Linked DNA regions of Drosophila melanogaster: all the other regions are linked to region 1. A link is a contact called in public HiChIP or PLAC-seq data. All regions are on one chromosome and are shown on one strand. The core of a region is the stretch at or near the end of the contact, and the rest is flanking DNA. Distances in the headings are between cores, read along the strand shown. Region 1 holds the start of Hs6st (Heparan sulfate 6-O-sulfotransferase). Region 2 holds the start of Stat92E (Signal-transducer and activator of transcription protein at 92E). Region 3 holds the start of MtnE (Metallothionein E).

Evidence for each region. HiChIP or PLAC-seq counts read pairs in DNA pulled down with a chosen protein or histone mark.
Region 2: a Psq HiChIP or PLAC-seq map of the Kc167 cell line shows a contact between it and region 1, with 7 times the contacts expected there. The contact joins the promoter of Stat92E here to the promoter of Hs6st in region 1. A contact is called at or near these places in 2 of 107 Hi-C or Micro-C datasets (cellular blastoderm embryo and wing imaginal disc) and 1 of 6 datasets of contacts at active chromatin or transcription factors (the Kc167 cell line).
Region 3: a contact with region 1 is called in a Psq HiChIP or PLAC-seq map of the Kc167 cell line, with 4 times the contacts expected there. The contact joins the promoter of MtnE here to the promoter of Hs6st in region 1. A contact is called at or near these places in 3 of 107 Hi-C or Micro-C datasets (the D17-c3 cell line, cellular blastoderm embryo and wing imaginal disc) and 1 of 6 datasets of contacts at active chromatin or transcription factors (the Kc167 cell line).

The regions. Positions count from the first base shown.
Region 1 is chr3R:20,005,772-20,010,501 of dm6, forward strand. Hs6st (Heparan sulfate 6-O-sulfotransferase) reads right to left here and starts at 2,741. Exons shown (of 6, transcript NM_001275821.1): 1 at 2,390-2,741; 2 at 464-888. The coding sequence starts at 649. It overlaps MED25 (Mediator complex subunit 25), which reads left to right and starts at 3,176. Exons shown (of 1, transcript NM_142597.4): 1 at 3,176-4,730. The coding sequence starts at 3,289.
Region 2 is chr3R:20,550,264-20,554,993 of dm6, forward strand. It overlaps Stat92E (Signal-transducer and activator of transcription protein at 92E), which reads right to left and starts at 2,048. Exons shown (of 8, transcript NM_001275828.1): 1 at 1,818-2,048. DPCoAC (Dephosphocoenzyme A carrier) reads right to left here. Exons shown (of 6, transcript NM_001300499.1): 2 at 4,443-4,656; 3 at 3,633-3,936; 4 at 3,307-3,572; 5 at 2,864-3,047; 6 at 2,122-2,793. The coding sequence starts at 4,635. The coding sequence ends at 2,646. It overlaps att-ORFB (alternative testis transcripts open reading frame B), which reads right to left and starts at 4,137. Exons shown (of 5, transcript NM_206523.3): 1 at 3,990-4,137; 2 at 3,633-3,936; 3 at 3,307-3,572; 4 at 2,864-3,050; 5 at 2,372-2,793. The coding sequence starts at 4,027. The coding sequence ends at 3,321.
Region 3 is chr3R:20,531,885-20,536,614 of dm6, forward strand. It overlaps MtnE (Metallothionein E), which reads right to left and starts at 2,820. Exons shown (of 2, transcript NM_001300498.1): 1 at 2,726-2,820; 2 at 2,137-2,645. The coding sequence starts at 2,750. The coding sequence ends at 2,545. It overlaps MtnD (Metallothionein D), which reads left to right and starts at 3,078. Exons shown (of 2, transcript NM_176518.2): 1 at 3,078-3,157; 2 at 3,224-3,417. The coding sequence starts at 3,133. The coding sequence ends at 3,333. Stat92E (Signal-transducer and activator of transcription protein at 92E) reads right to left here. Exons shown (of 8, transcript NM_001275828.1): 8 at 3,439-4,661.

The DNA.
Region 1 (4,730 bases), core at 1,491-3,990:
GCAAGCGAAATCTTATTATGTTACACATTTTCCATTTTTGGAGGAATTTCATTAGCACCTTTGCGTTTGCGTAAACAATTTCCGAGTTTTAAAGGCGCCAACCGAAAGGCTGTAAACAAAACATTTTGTTTTGTCTAATTAAAGCTCCCAAAAAATTGATAAACATCGAGAAAGAGTTCTATATTATAAAAGCTGTCTTTAGCGCCGAAGGGAAAAACACTCCAACGCATATTTTTATACGAATATTTTAAATAATAAATTTATTAATGCGCCATAGCAAAACAAGTTTCGTGCGATCCAAAAATGTATGAATGGTAATTCCAATAAAAGCACACATGTACGGCAAATATTAATGAATAAATTCAGCATTTCGCCAATTGGTGTGCTAATTTGCATTGGAGCCAAGTAACAGAAAATTATAAATTATAAGCAATGGGAATTAATGAGGGGATTTGGCACTTACCTGATCTTGACAAAAGTATCCAAATCCGATGATGCCGGCGATGGCCAGGAAGAGGCAAAACACAATGATTGTTCGGATTTTGGAGCGCGGTTCCATTTTCTTGATTTCATAAACACCACTGGGCAGCAATAAGGCAAAATCACTATCGACTTGAACAGATACGTTCTTATGCATATCCCCGGGCATGTTCCATTCCCTGGCCTCCCTCGAAAATCGCACTAAAGGTCCAACAAGGGTCCACCCGAGTGGAGTCCAAGCGGGTATCCGTATCGGCCTAGCGCAACGAGAACCAGACGCGAATCGGAGGCGAGGCCAACTCAATCATACTTCAGTCGCTGCCCGATAAGAACTCGAAAAATGGGAACACCTTCGCCCATTGCACTTGGCGCGGAAATGGGTTTTCCTTGTCTCTCGGCTTTCAGTGCCTGCAAATGGAGTAAGAGTGAAAAACGGTTAGAAACCTATTAGTTTTGGGAGCACTACAAAAGCAACACCGTTTCCGATTAGTTACCACTTGACCATGCCGATAAAGCGGTCTGTCAAATTGTCTAGCCCTTATCTAGCCACTTACTTAGTAGCTGAAAGCTCTTCAGGGGAAAATCAAAAATAGTTTTTAAGAACCTAAATCTATGGCAGACTGATAAGAAGTTCACAATTAAAACGTACATACATAGTTAATTGGACTTTCTATTTTTTTGTTAGGGTCAAAAACTGATAAGCAGGCGGTGAAGTTGATTTATCGTTTAATCTGACCCTATTTTAATTGCAAATCTATTAGTAAGTATTCAAGACGGGCGTGAATAACAAACGTTTGTGCAATAACAAATTTATCTTTATTTGTGTGGGAAATCTTAAATTAAATTTCCACGCGCGAATGCGATCTGCAAATGTATAGCGTAACGATAAAATACATAAATCAACCAATAATGACGCAATAGTGGAAAGTGAATGGCGGAGCCGAAAGCAATGCATTTAGTATACCCTTAATCAATTAAAAATACGTTTAAATACGTTTATTATTTAAAGCAAAAAACCTACATCCGTACATGATAATACGTGCAATTACTCAAATAATAACTTATTATAGTTAAAAAATAGTTTGTACTTATTTCATTTAATATTTAAATTATCTAGTGATTCTTTATTTATAAGAACATATTGTAGTTCAGTTATAAAAATAGTTATCAATAATATGGTAAATATAATGAATGAACAGCCTTTGTTGTATGGGTGATTATTATCACAAGTCGCTTTATCTGGCTTCGATATTGTTTATATGTGATAAACCCGATTGGAAAATGCGTAACATATTAGGGTTTGAATGATATTGACTACATGCGAGTAAGTTGCATTTAGGTAGGGTATTTAAATGTACAAACACCCAACTAAAATAACTGGCGATCGGCAGTCGGAGTGACGCCCAAGCATAACTGGTGCCTTATATTTATGTAGGCGCTTTTTACTTCACGATCGGTGCTTCTGTAGCGATCACAATTATTGTAAACAAATGGAAAAGTTGCTTATTGGCAAATTGGACTAACAGAGAGACAAGAAAAAAAAGGCAGATGTGGCGAAACATGTTGCCAGGCAACAATAACAAAAAAGCATGCATGCTGTGCACACATGGCCGTTTAATTCACTTCTCTGTACTCTAAACTATACTTAAACCATGCTAATTGCCTACCCAAATTATCAGGTTTTTCGAGGCAGTGACGTCAGGGCAAGGAGTATAATTATAATAATAGAATCAAACGATTTAGCAACATTGCAGTAAAAAAAAACAGAAGCAAAGGGGAGCAACAAAAACAGAGAGAGGGCAAAATAAGAGAGAGGACAACCAGACAGAGCGAGATGCCAAACAACAGCTGTTCTTCTTGCCAGATGCGAAATGGGCAATTTAATGAAATTTATCTAGATTTCACTCACTTTTCACTTGCCAAACGTCGTGTTTGTGCACTTTTCACAATTGTCGCGGCGTCACACGTTTATTTATTTACATTTCTCTGCGTTTCAGGCGCTCGCACGCTCAATTAGCGCGCTTTCCGCTTTGTGCCACACATTCTGTGCCAGCCACAAAAAAGCCCGCAATTCGCACTTTCATGTGTTTTCGGCTATTTCTGCGATCGTTTTTCCTGCACTTGCACTGCTCAATAGCTAATGTTTAGTTAATTGACACTTTCTAAGCGTTTTGCGTATATTTTTTACGAATTATTTTGGCAAAACGACGCGGTACCAGCGTCAACGTCCGCATTCTTCAAAATCGGCGAATGAACTGAACAAAACGAACTGCGCAAGTTGGGCAATAGGAACAGCTGACCGCGCTGCCAGACTGCCGAACGGAAACTCGCTGCGAGAGTCTGGCAGCACTTGCAACCATCGATATAAACTATTGGTAACGAATATTTAAAGAATTAACTTTATAGTTCCATTGAAAATACATACATAAAACAACTATAATTATGATACCTAACATAAAACATCGTAATATCTTATTTATAGTTATCTTTTGTATGCAATATTCAATTTTAAGTTAATTAGATAAACACCAAACGTTTTTTTATTTGTGAAAATAGAAAAAGAATTCAATAGAAACAAGTTTTCAAGGCAATCTGCATATTCTTAAATCCAACTTTATGGGCACTTTTGAATATTCATTTATTTTGCAGCCCTAGCAATCGCTGAGCGATAACCATAAGTTGACTATCGATAGCAGCAGAGCGATATGCAAAACAAACGAAAAAAGTAAAAGAGCGGTGTAAAGCAGACAACATAGTTTACATTTTTTGCAACAAGTTTTTCAACTTAAAGCCAACTCCCATCGTCCAATGGAGGTGGACCAGATTCCCCTGGCCGACGTGGTCTTCGTCATCGAGGGCAGCGCCATCAACGGAGCCTACATCAACGAACTAAAGACCAACTACATCCTGCCGACTTTGGAGCACTTCACCACTGGCTCCATCGACGAGCGGGAATACCTGATTGCGGAGCGCTTTGCCACTCTGTACGGTATTGTGGTCTACCGTACAGCGGCCAATCTGCTGGAGCCAGTTTGTTCAACCTATGGTCCCTTTCTGCAGCCCCAAAAAGTGATGGAGACGATCGAAAGATTGCCACTAGTGGGAGGCGGAATGGAGTCCTGTGCCCACATGGCCGAAGGATTTGCTGCGGCCCACGGCTGTTTTGATGACATCAGCGAAAGGCGCCAGTTGCTCGATCAGACCAGCGTCCAGAGGCACTGCATTCTCATCTGCAACAGTCCGCCGTACCAGATGCCCACAACGGAGTCGTGGAAGTATCCGGGCAAATCATGTGAGCAGCTGGCGGCGCTCTTCAACGAGCGCAAAATCAATCTCTCCATTATTGCGCCACGCAAGATGCCGGTGTTGTTCAAACTTTTCATGAAGGCCGACGGAGATCAGCCCATTACGAGCAAAAACTATGCCAAGAACATAAGACACCTAGTGCTTCTAAAGGGATACAGCCTCAAGGAGAGAGCACCTAGTCCCAACAGCATGGCGGCCCAAATGGCTGCACCCAATGCGGCACAGGCTACAGTGCAGCAGCAACAACAACAGCAACAAAATCAAGCTGGTCAGCAACAACAAGGGCAGGGCATGCCCATGGACACCACTCCAGCCCAGCAGCAGCAACAGCAACAACAACAGCAGCAGCAACAGCAACAACAAGGCAATCCTCAGCAGCAGGTCATGAACATGAACACGATGCAGCAACAGCAGCCCGGTCCAAATCCCCCAGCGGGCTTACTCAATCCACAGCAGCAGCAGCAACTATTGCAGCAGCAGCAGCAGAATCAATTCGTTTCCAATCAAATGCAGAATCAGAACTTCCAGCAAAACGTGGGACCCGGCCAAAACCGCTGGATGTATCCCAACCAGCCTGGTCAGGCGCGTCCGCCCTTCATGCAGGGAGCAGGCAATGTGGGCGGTGTGGGCCAAGGCGGCGGCATGCAACAGAATCCAAATTCTGCTCTGATATCGCGCATTAATGCGCCGCCGCCGAACCAAACTGTGACCTCGCTGCAGCAGCAGCAACAGCAGCAGGCGCAGCAGCAGCAGCAGCAGCAACAACAGGCCCAACAGCAGCAGCAACAAAGGATGCAGATGCTGAGCCAGCAGCAGATGCTAAATCACCAGCAGTTGCAGCAGCAACAGCAACTGGCCCAGCAACAGCAACAGCAGCAGCAAGGACAGCAACAGCAGCAGGTAAATCCCAATGCAGGAAACAATATGATGCCGGCTAGCAATGC
Region 2 (4,730 bases), core at 798-3,297, 540 kb after region 1:
TTTATAGCCTCGCTTTCTCGCTGTGCAAGGGAGCGAGTGGGACGGTGAGATGGGGAACAGCTAATATACTCGATATCAGTGTTGTTGTTGCTGCCATTTGTGCTATTGCACTCGAAATTCTTGTTGCCTTTGTTTTTATGGGCTTTCCAGGAAACAACAATGAACGGGGAAGAAGAAGACCGGGAAACAGGAGCGTGAAGAACACATGTGCATGTGTGTGGGTATTTTGTTGATGTATAAATAAAGCGTCAAGTGGAAACACATGATGATGGTGCATCGAATTTGTGGCCAAAAGGCAGAGAACCTTCGTGAAGGCCTTGCGGAACCACCACACGCCCACCCACATTATTTGCGCAGTGCACATTTGCAGCGGAGTCCTCCCACCCACACACGCATTTATATACGTACCCCCCACCACTCGTAAATTTGTTGCTCTTTTTCTCCTATTTCTATTTACCTTTGGTACACAAACACCAACGCACAACACTGTGTAAACACACACGGCTGGCTGGTATCGGTTAGTTTGTATTGGTACGCCTGCCGCTGTTGCTCTTCGATATTTTTTATTATGTATTTGCCGTTTTATTTTTAAATCGCGCTGGCTTCACGCACACACAAACATTACACACACGACGCAGTGCGAGGGAGACGGAACGCACATGCACACCCGCACACGCACTGAGAATTTAGAAAAAAAAACTAGAGTCTCGACCAAAGGAAATCCTATCAGTTAAACGAATCCTTGAAAACAAAGTGCACTTGCAAAAGAATTCAACTGGTTGCGCATTTGAAAATTGCTCCGCATTCGAACAATTCCCTATAGTGGCTAAAAAACGACTGCCGCGTCTCTAGAGTTGGAGCGAAAGCGATCCACATGCGATACTATCGGACGATGAACACATGTGAACAATCGCTGTTAACAGTGGGTATCGATTCTGATAAATCTCTGCCAAACCGGGAAGATAGGAAATTCTAATTAGAAAATAAGTTGATTTAATTTTATAGAGCAGCGCAGTAAAATATTGTTAACAACCAGGGACCAAAGCTCGATAACTATGGTAAAACAAAATTTTTGAATTGTTATTACTTATAAATTTTTGACTTGGAATGCACATAATTAAACAAATAGCATTTAGGATTTTTCGTAAAGATGTTCTAAAAGAAACATTAAGACTAAACAAGTTACGAAATATATATCTCTATCGTGCTAATATTCCACTAAACTTTGTGAGTTAATTAAAGAAAAATAAGTTGATTGAAGTTATTATTTAGAAGTAAAATGAATTTGATGGTGGAAAACTCTGATAACCCGAAGTGCAACCCTCGCACCCCTGTTAAGTTAACAGCACTGTCGGCTGCTAAAGAATAAACAATTTGCGAAGCTAATTGCGATAAACAAACATTTATCAAAGGGGGTTTACACCCATTTTCGCATCATTGTGGCGCCGCAGATATGAGTGCGCATGTTGTCTGTACACACACGAGCTGCCACCCACACATATGCACCGCTGGCGGTGTAATTAATTGCATTTGATTGATTTGTCCACCGAAAGTCAAGGTTACCCCAGACGCAGAGAAGCACAATTAATGGTCTTTTGCCAACTCTTGTGTATTCTGCATATAAACATACGCGACTTCTGAATTTTCACCTGTTGTGCGCAGCAACAAGCGAGCATGAGAATGCCACCCCCGACCCTCTTTAAATGAAGAGGGTTGGTGCTCGGAGAGGGGTTTTTTTAAGGCTGTGCCCCGTCTAATCAATAGGCCTTAAATAATTAATCCATTCCACAATCGGCGCAGCACAGCAAATCACTCACCTTTCAGATTGCCTTTTTGGTTATGGCAGGTGTTGGGGGAAAAACGCTTTTTATCCTTAAAACAACACCGCCTGCAGCTCACGGCTGTTGGGCCACCTAATTCCAGGGCAAATAGTCTTAATTATCACTTTTAAAACGCACTAAATTTACGTTGTTTTCGTTTTGCGAGCACTCGAATTTTTGCGAACGCGACTACCAGCATATTTCGATATACAGCACCCCCGCAAAAGATGTTATCGCGTAATCGCCGGAGGTGCCACCTGTCACAACCGATGGCGCGCGTTTTAAAAACGATTGAGATAATCGATCAGTTAAACAATTTTGTAAATTTTAATAATAAAAACACACTAACATACAAGAATTACATAGTATATGCTGGTGTGAACACCCTCAAATTCATGACTATTTTAACAGTCGCAGCGCCTTGACATTGAGTTGGCAATACACAATATACAAAATGTTCGGGTAAATCGTAATCATTAATCTAGGAGTGTTATTGTCAAAGCAACACCATTGAATACGAGGTCCTGGGGAGCAGTATGTGCCAGGCGAGTCATTATTCAGACAGTTTATTGGCTGATATACTTTCGGCTTACGGCGATAATAAATCAATTACGGTTAATAACAAAGTTAAGCGCTTTCGGGTGTCTTCACTTCATCGCTTCTCTCCCTCACAACTAACAGCTAAAAAATATCTAACAATTAGAGCATGTCGGTGCTTCACTTCTATTTCCTCAGCTCATCCATCGATCGCGAGACTTAAGATCAAAGCAGTGCGTTTTTGGTGTGGTGTTTATGGGTGACGAGTGGCAGGGGCAGGGAGCTGGGCTATTTCTCAACCCGTCTCAAGTTGGCCAGCTCCGTGAGCCACGCCTTGATCAGATCGTAGGTGGAGAAGCTGATGCCCACGGCGATGGGTCCCTTGATCCAGTTCATGCTAAGTCCCTTGTAGAAACCGTTCTTGACGCCCTCCTCACTGTTTGGAAATCGTAATTAAAATCGCAATTAAAATATGAATAAAATCGTTGACAAAGATTTGCACGCACCGATAGATCTTGACGAGAGTCTCCAGGATGGTTGGGTACCGATCTCCGCCAGCCGTGTTCACCCGCATTGTCTGCATTCTTCGCCGCACAATGTCCAATGGATAGCTGGCCGTTTGCCCGGCGGCACCAGCCGCAGCACCGAAGGCCAGCGAGACTAGAGTATTGGGTTTATTGTTGCCGACCACTTCTGCAAGCAAACAAGTCATTTAGTTGGCAAATTCAGTGAGCACTTAATTAGAATATAGGTAACTTCTACTAGCATAATCAAAATAATGACAATGACCCAGAATGCCGGTTTAAATTGAAATTATCTGTATAATTCCACAATAAACTTGGGGCTTAAAACCGAATTCTATGGACATATACAATATACAAGAATTTTTAAATGAACATCTCCCCTAAGTCTATAGAATTTTATATTAGGATATAGGTAGTATTCCTACCATAGTATTCCCGCTTAAGAGTCTCGTAGGTGAAGAAGGAGGTGCCCGCATAGGGAATCACGCCGAGAACGGTCGCCCAGTAGCCGCGGAACAGCGTCCGCGGACCCTCCTCCACCCAGATCTTGGTGAAGACTTGTCGCAGCGTCCGATAGCCAGTATACCGATCCGTGACGGCCATGCGGGCGCGTGCCAGGTCCAGAGGATACGTCAGCGACTGTGAGGTGATTCCCGCCAGGGAGCCAGCCAAAAACCGACGACCTTTCGTGCTGCAAAATAGAATGATTCGCCATGAAGTTGGTGAGAATCTAGAGCATAGTACAACTCACTTGGTGCCGTCCTTGTCGACGTGCAGGATGCGACGCCACTGCTCGTGGGCCGTGAACTGTATGGCTGCGTAGGGCACGATTCTGGCCATCGTGGCCGAGTTCCCCCGCCACAGGGCCAAAACGCCCTCGTTGGCATAGGTGTTTTGCAGGTAGCGCAGCGAGGCTCGAAACGAGAAGGGCACATCGTTGCGGATCTGGAAGTTGATCTTTGTGCGGTCCAGCGGGGCGATGACCGTCTTGGCCAGCGCCCCCGCCGCTGCTCCGGATATCAGGCTGATCACCACCTGGTCGATTTTCTGGCGCACTGAAATAGTAAATGGTAGAAAATGAATAGAAAATCTCAATATGCATTCATACCCGAATGCGCGACTATGGATAAATAAACGGAGGGACATAGGAAACTTTGACACTCCACTACGCTCTATAATTTAGTTCGGTTTGAAGTCAAATACTCGACATTTTACTGTCGACAAACACAAAAATTCAAGAGTTTTCATTGTGTCGCCAATGTAATTTAGCGTTTCCCTAATTTTTGTTTGGACATGTTTGGCATTCAAGTGGAATCGAAGTGCCTACTATAAAATGAGTCCTGGATTTAAGCTCATAGTTAAATAGGTCCATTTTATAATGCTTAGTAGTTACTAGGAATTGGAAATCACATTGCGAGAAAGTTCATTGAATTTGATTTTTGTACATGTTAATTAAGATTGTAGCTTTATTTACTGCCTTCAAGTATCAAAATGTTTGAAATCCTTGGCTATGCGTCTGGAAAACAAATCTCTCGTGAATTGTCTTTTGCGCCTTACTTACTGGGTGTGACTGTAGTGGCGGGTACGAGGACTACTCCAGATGTTTCCGATGGACTCAGCTGGGTGCGGGATGTGTCCGCATCGTCCAGGTCCGAGGACAGCGTCGCCGAGGCTGTCGTCATCGTGCTCGAGAGCTGACTACCCGTGGACTTGATGGACATGGCGATGTTGGGCTTCTCCAGGAGTCGGCTCATCGCAGACTCGGACTGGGGGACCTGAAATCAATTTGCATATCAATCTGAGCCGGCTATATTGGACCACCAAAAAAGCGCAGGCTTATCGACACCAC
Region 3 (4,730 bases), core at 1,570-4,069, 530 kb after region 1:
AAAATAAATAACTTTATTGAACTACAGTGAAAGTACGTCCCTTAATGCTCAATACCATTGGATACTTCTGTTTGCCTTAACAAAATAAAATCAAAAGAAGAATTTTACTTTTAAATACAAATAGAGTAATAAATTATTTATTATCTTATCTTCTTTGAGCATTACAATTGCTCTGCCACTTAAATATTCTCAGTTTGGACTGCAATCGATTTGAAATAGCTTTATTTTAAAAGTCGAAGAGTTATTCCCTTACATATACATATGTGCAGATACTTCGCTTAGGGGTCAGCAAATGTAACGAATTAAAAATGAATACTTTATGGTGAATGTGTGAAACCATGCCCCCACAGGCTCTGGACCACCATGCCACAATAGGCGGCTGGAGAGATTTGCAAATTTGCCAAGATTTATAGTGTTAGCCACAGCGGTTGGATCACAAGCGCACCTCTGTGCGCGTGCTGGTGCAAAGTTTTCCCAGCTCGTTGGGAGATGGAAATTAACGCAGGGACACCGGAACAGCTGAGCCAAAACTGAGGCCGGACCTGTCTGGGCCCAGTCTGTTTGGGTTTTCCTGGGGCTTTTGGGTCAACCGCCTCCTGGCTTAAATTTGGTTGGCGGGGGAGGGAGCATAGAGTCTGCCACTCGACGCGACGGCTGCCGACTAATCTGTTAATTTATGTTGAAAAGTTCAAGAAAGTTTCGAAGCGCTTAGCAAACAAATTGTAATAAATTATTAAGAATATTTGCACACAAAACGGGCGGGCGGGTGACACCACGATGGCTTCACAGCTTTTGTGCATTTCATTAATTTATGTTTCGTTGCCTGCCAAAAACTTCTCGCCACTTGTGTGGATAATTTGATTTCACCGTAGAGCAACTTTACACTGTCGCCAGGAGGCGAGATTCACACGCAAAGATAAACACGAGCCCGTGTCCTTTGTCCCCTGTTTCCGGAATACCGTGTACCGTAGCGTATATTCTGCATTACCCGATCCCTTATTCCTTAACCCTGATCCCGTCGAGGGTCGAAAGTGGCCAGCGAAAAGTTAAAATGTTCTTATGCATAAGTGATGCGCCGGGCGCCTCGTCCTTTTTCGCCTTTCGCCTGGCGACAAAGTCCTCACGAAGTGCCCGCATTGCAGTTGTTTCCGCTTTGCTCCGTTTCACTTCGCTGCGACATGAAAACTTAATGTCGTAATTAACTGTTTGCGTTTGCGCTTTAAGAGTGCTCATCGCGTATACGTCCCGTGTGCGTCACTGCTTTGACCGCGTATGCGCCCCCTAAGCCGAGATTTAAACGCATCGCGTGACCCACTTGCAGCCTGCAACTTTCAATGTCGACGTGTCACTTTATCAGGCAGCAGCTGGCAAATGGTGTGACACGAATTTCCGGCCAGGAAGCAAAACAAAGCAAATAGAGCAAAACAAGGGAAAATGGCTGACTGGCATTTCGAAGCGGGAAATGGCTGTAAAAACATCATAGCTCAAACTTCCACCCATACGAATTAACTTTGATGACTTGGCGGAAAAGACCGGCAAAGCAAAAATCAGTTAGCAGTGAGCAGTTACCTGGCGCGATTCCATTTCCGCCGCTTAACGATATTAAATCGCTGAAATGGGAATTTCGGCCAAGAGCCAAGCTCCTAGGATATCCAACTAGATTACCTTGGACTCCGGAACCGGCAGTTCCCCAAATTCGACTGCCTGTTAAATAAGATTGTCAACTGCAATTAGCGCGCTTAATGCATCTTTCGGATGCGAATTGACAGACAGACAGAGAGCGTGTCATTCTCGGCTTTCAATCTGCCAGATGTTTAACCACTTGCCTGCGCCATCCTGCCATTTCAACCTGTTTACAGCACGCATCCTAGAGGACTCCTCCGAGCAGTGTGGCAAGGACACGACTGTGGCACTCAGACATGCATTCGCTGCTCGCCACTGCCAGCAGAGGCCCCTCCAAGTTGCACATTTAAAGACTGCGGCGACTCGAGTCCCCTTCTCTGTCGGCTGATGGCCCTTCAACTAACGCACCTGCTCCACAGCCAACCACACTAACCACACTTGGCTAAATGGGCCATAGAAAGTGGTAGCGAGCTGTTTTGCTTCGCTGCAAATTAAATAAACCCCGTAGATTATAAACTTATGCCCAAAGTGGGGCCTGAAATGAAGACTTCCGTCACAAATGCCTGAACATTTTTTCAGTTATTTTCTACTTTTATGCATGAGTAGCTCTAAAGTCTACTTTAGAAGCAGGCACAATAAATTTATAATACGATTTATAATGTTAAGGATTCAATATTGTTGCCAAAAAATGTGAATCACTGTTAACTGCATGACGACCTGGATTAAGAAGGTAACAATTTGCAATAACGAAGCTTTTCTGTTTCAATTTTTGAAAGGATTTAAAGTGCAACATTTCGCAATAATTAATAGTAATATTAAATTAAGATAAGCACAACATTATAATGGGTTTTATTCAGCGTCAGGCAGGGGTTTGTAACAACTATTAGAGACTATTTAACCTAATCCAAATGGATCCGGCCATCACTTGGCCTGGCAGCACTTGGCTCCCGTCTTGGCGGCGCATTGGCATTGGCTGTTTCCGGCGCAGTTACCTCCGCACTTTCCGGCTGAGCACTGGCAGTCTAGTAGAGGTGGAGAGTTCATTCTATTAGTATTACTTTATAAAATATAAGTTTTCCCACTTGGGGTGACTGGTACTCACTGTTTCCACATCCCTTGCAAGGCATCTTGTTGATTTGTTTTTTGTTTATTTACTGCGGTAATTCCGAGTCTTAGAAGCTTGTTGAACTTGCTGATGCCTTCTGGTTGGGAAATCCTCCTCTTTATACCCGATCCAGTCCAATCGAAACTGTGGGCCGTTCTGCCCGATAAGATAAGAAAGCCGTGTGCAAGTCGATCGGCGTGCGCAAAAGCATTTTTCTGCCCGGCGATGATAAAGCGATTTGCACACGCCCTGATAACAGGAATTGATTTTTTTGGTGCGCAAAGCAGTGAAAGCTCTATAAGAATGCTGGACCGCCAGTCGACAGTCATCAAACAGTGCTAGCTAACGGCTAAGTGAATCAAGTTTATTTTAATATAATCAACAACAAAATATTTTAACACAAAATGGGTTGCAAGGCTTGTGGAACAAGTGAGTGTACTAGTAATCATACTAGTTAAACAAGTGCGGTTGCTAACTTCCCTACTTAATCCTCAGACTGCCAGTGCTCCGCCACCAAGTGCGGTGACAACTGCGCCTGCAGCCAGCAGTGCCAGTGCTCCTGCTAGAACGGACCCAAGGACAAGTGCTGCTCCACCAAAAACTAGATACAGGACCCATCTCGAGCTCATCTGTGTGATGAAAGACCCTTTGGCATGACAACGAAATAAAATACACAATCAATTGAAACTAATGTTTAAAATCAAATCTTTATTGGCCATTTTGACAAGAATAGTTCTTTAGTTATTTCCCACATTAGCTTTAGAAATTGCACACCCAATTAGCGTTCGAAATTACATTTAAAACACTTACACAATGTACACATTTAGTTCAAGTACACCGTGAGAACAGGACAATCAAATAATAGTATCCAAATATCAACATTGTTTTTGGCGAGCTTCTCTCGTGTGTATTTGTGTGTTTTGTGCTGTTTGTTTATAGTTTTTGGGGAATGTGTGTGTGTGCAATAGCTTTCACAATTAAACATTAAAACATTACGTACACAGTATTACATTTGATTTCGCAAATTGTGAGTACACAAAAGGAAATCCGCTCCCGTTCGCATTTAAGTGTTTCAAGTTTATTGAATTGTATATTTATTTGGGGTGTACTTAAGTCTTATAAAATTCTTAAGGTTCACGTACAAAGCTAAGTGTAGTATTGTGTTATTGTTGTTGTTTACATACATAAATGATTATGTTTACGATCTCTCAAACAAACGTAATATGGTCCTCGTGTCTCTAATAGCTGACTAAAAAGGCAATCGCATGTGGCGCATTTGAAATGCATTGCAAACTCTGCCCTGATGACTCAAACAAACAAGTTTCAAAAAAATATACATTGATTAGTTCAAATTTTTGCGCATTTTCAGCATTGGAAGCCAATAAAGGATGGGGTTACATAAAGCAATTCAATCTTACTTAGATTATAACTAAAATTAAAGCAATCAATCCCTGCGTTGCTGCTCTCGTTGATTGTTTTTCCACTTTCGTTTAACATAGGCTTAGCACGCGAATTAAATTGTATATCAAAGTTTTAAAATTAGGCCATAAAATTAAAATCAAAATCAAAAATTTAGATTCAACAAATAGTTACTCACTAACTAAACCGATTATTTTGTCAGTATCATCTAAACGTAATGCTTTGTCACAGACGAACACGTCATAGTGCACAAATTGAAATCATATGTATACATATATAAAAGATATATATAAAAATATAAAACAACGTGCGGACACATTCCAAAGGTTTATACAACACAGAAATTCTAAATTTTGCATAAGTCAGACACAATCATAATCACGATATATTATATAGACAATGTTCTGGCTGTGAGCTGAAGGTGTTTGTGTTGAGGTGCTCAATTTGCATGCATTGATCGGCTAGATCTTATTGATGTTGATGTTGTTCTTGTGTTTTGGCGTTTCACAAAAAGCTGCAAGGAAAAAGGTAAGAGTTCAATATAAAATGTATAAACGAAAACCTACGAAAATAGTTCTTAATA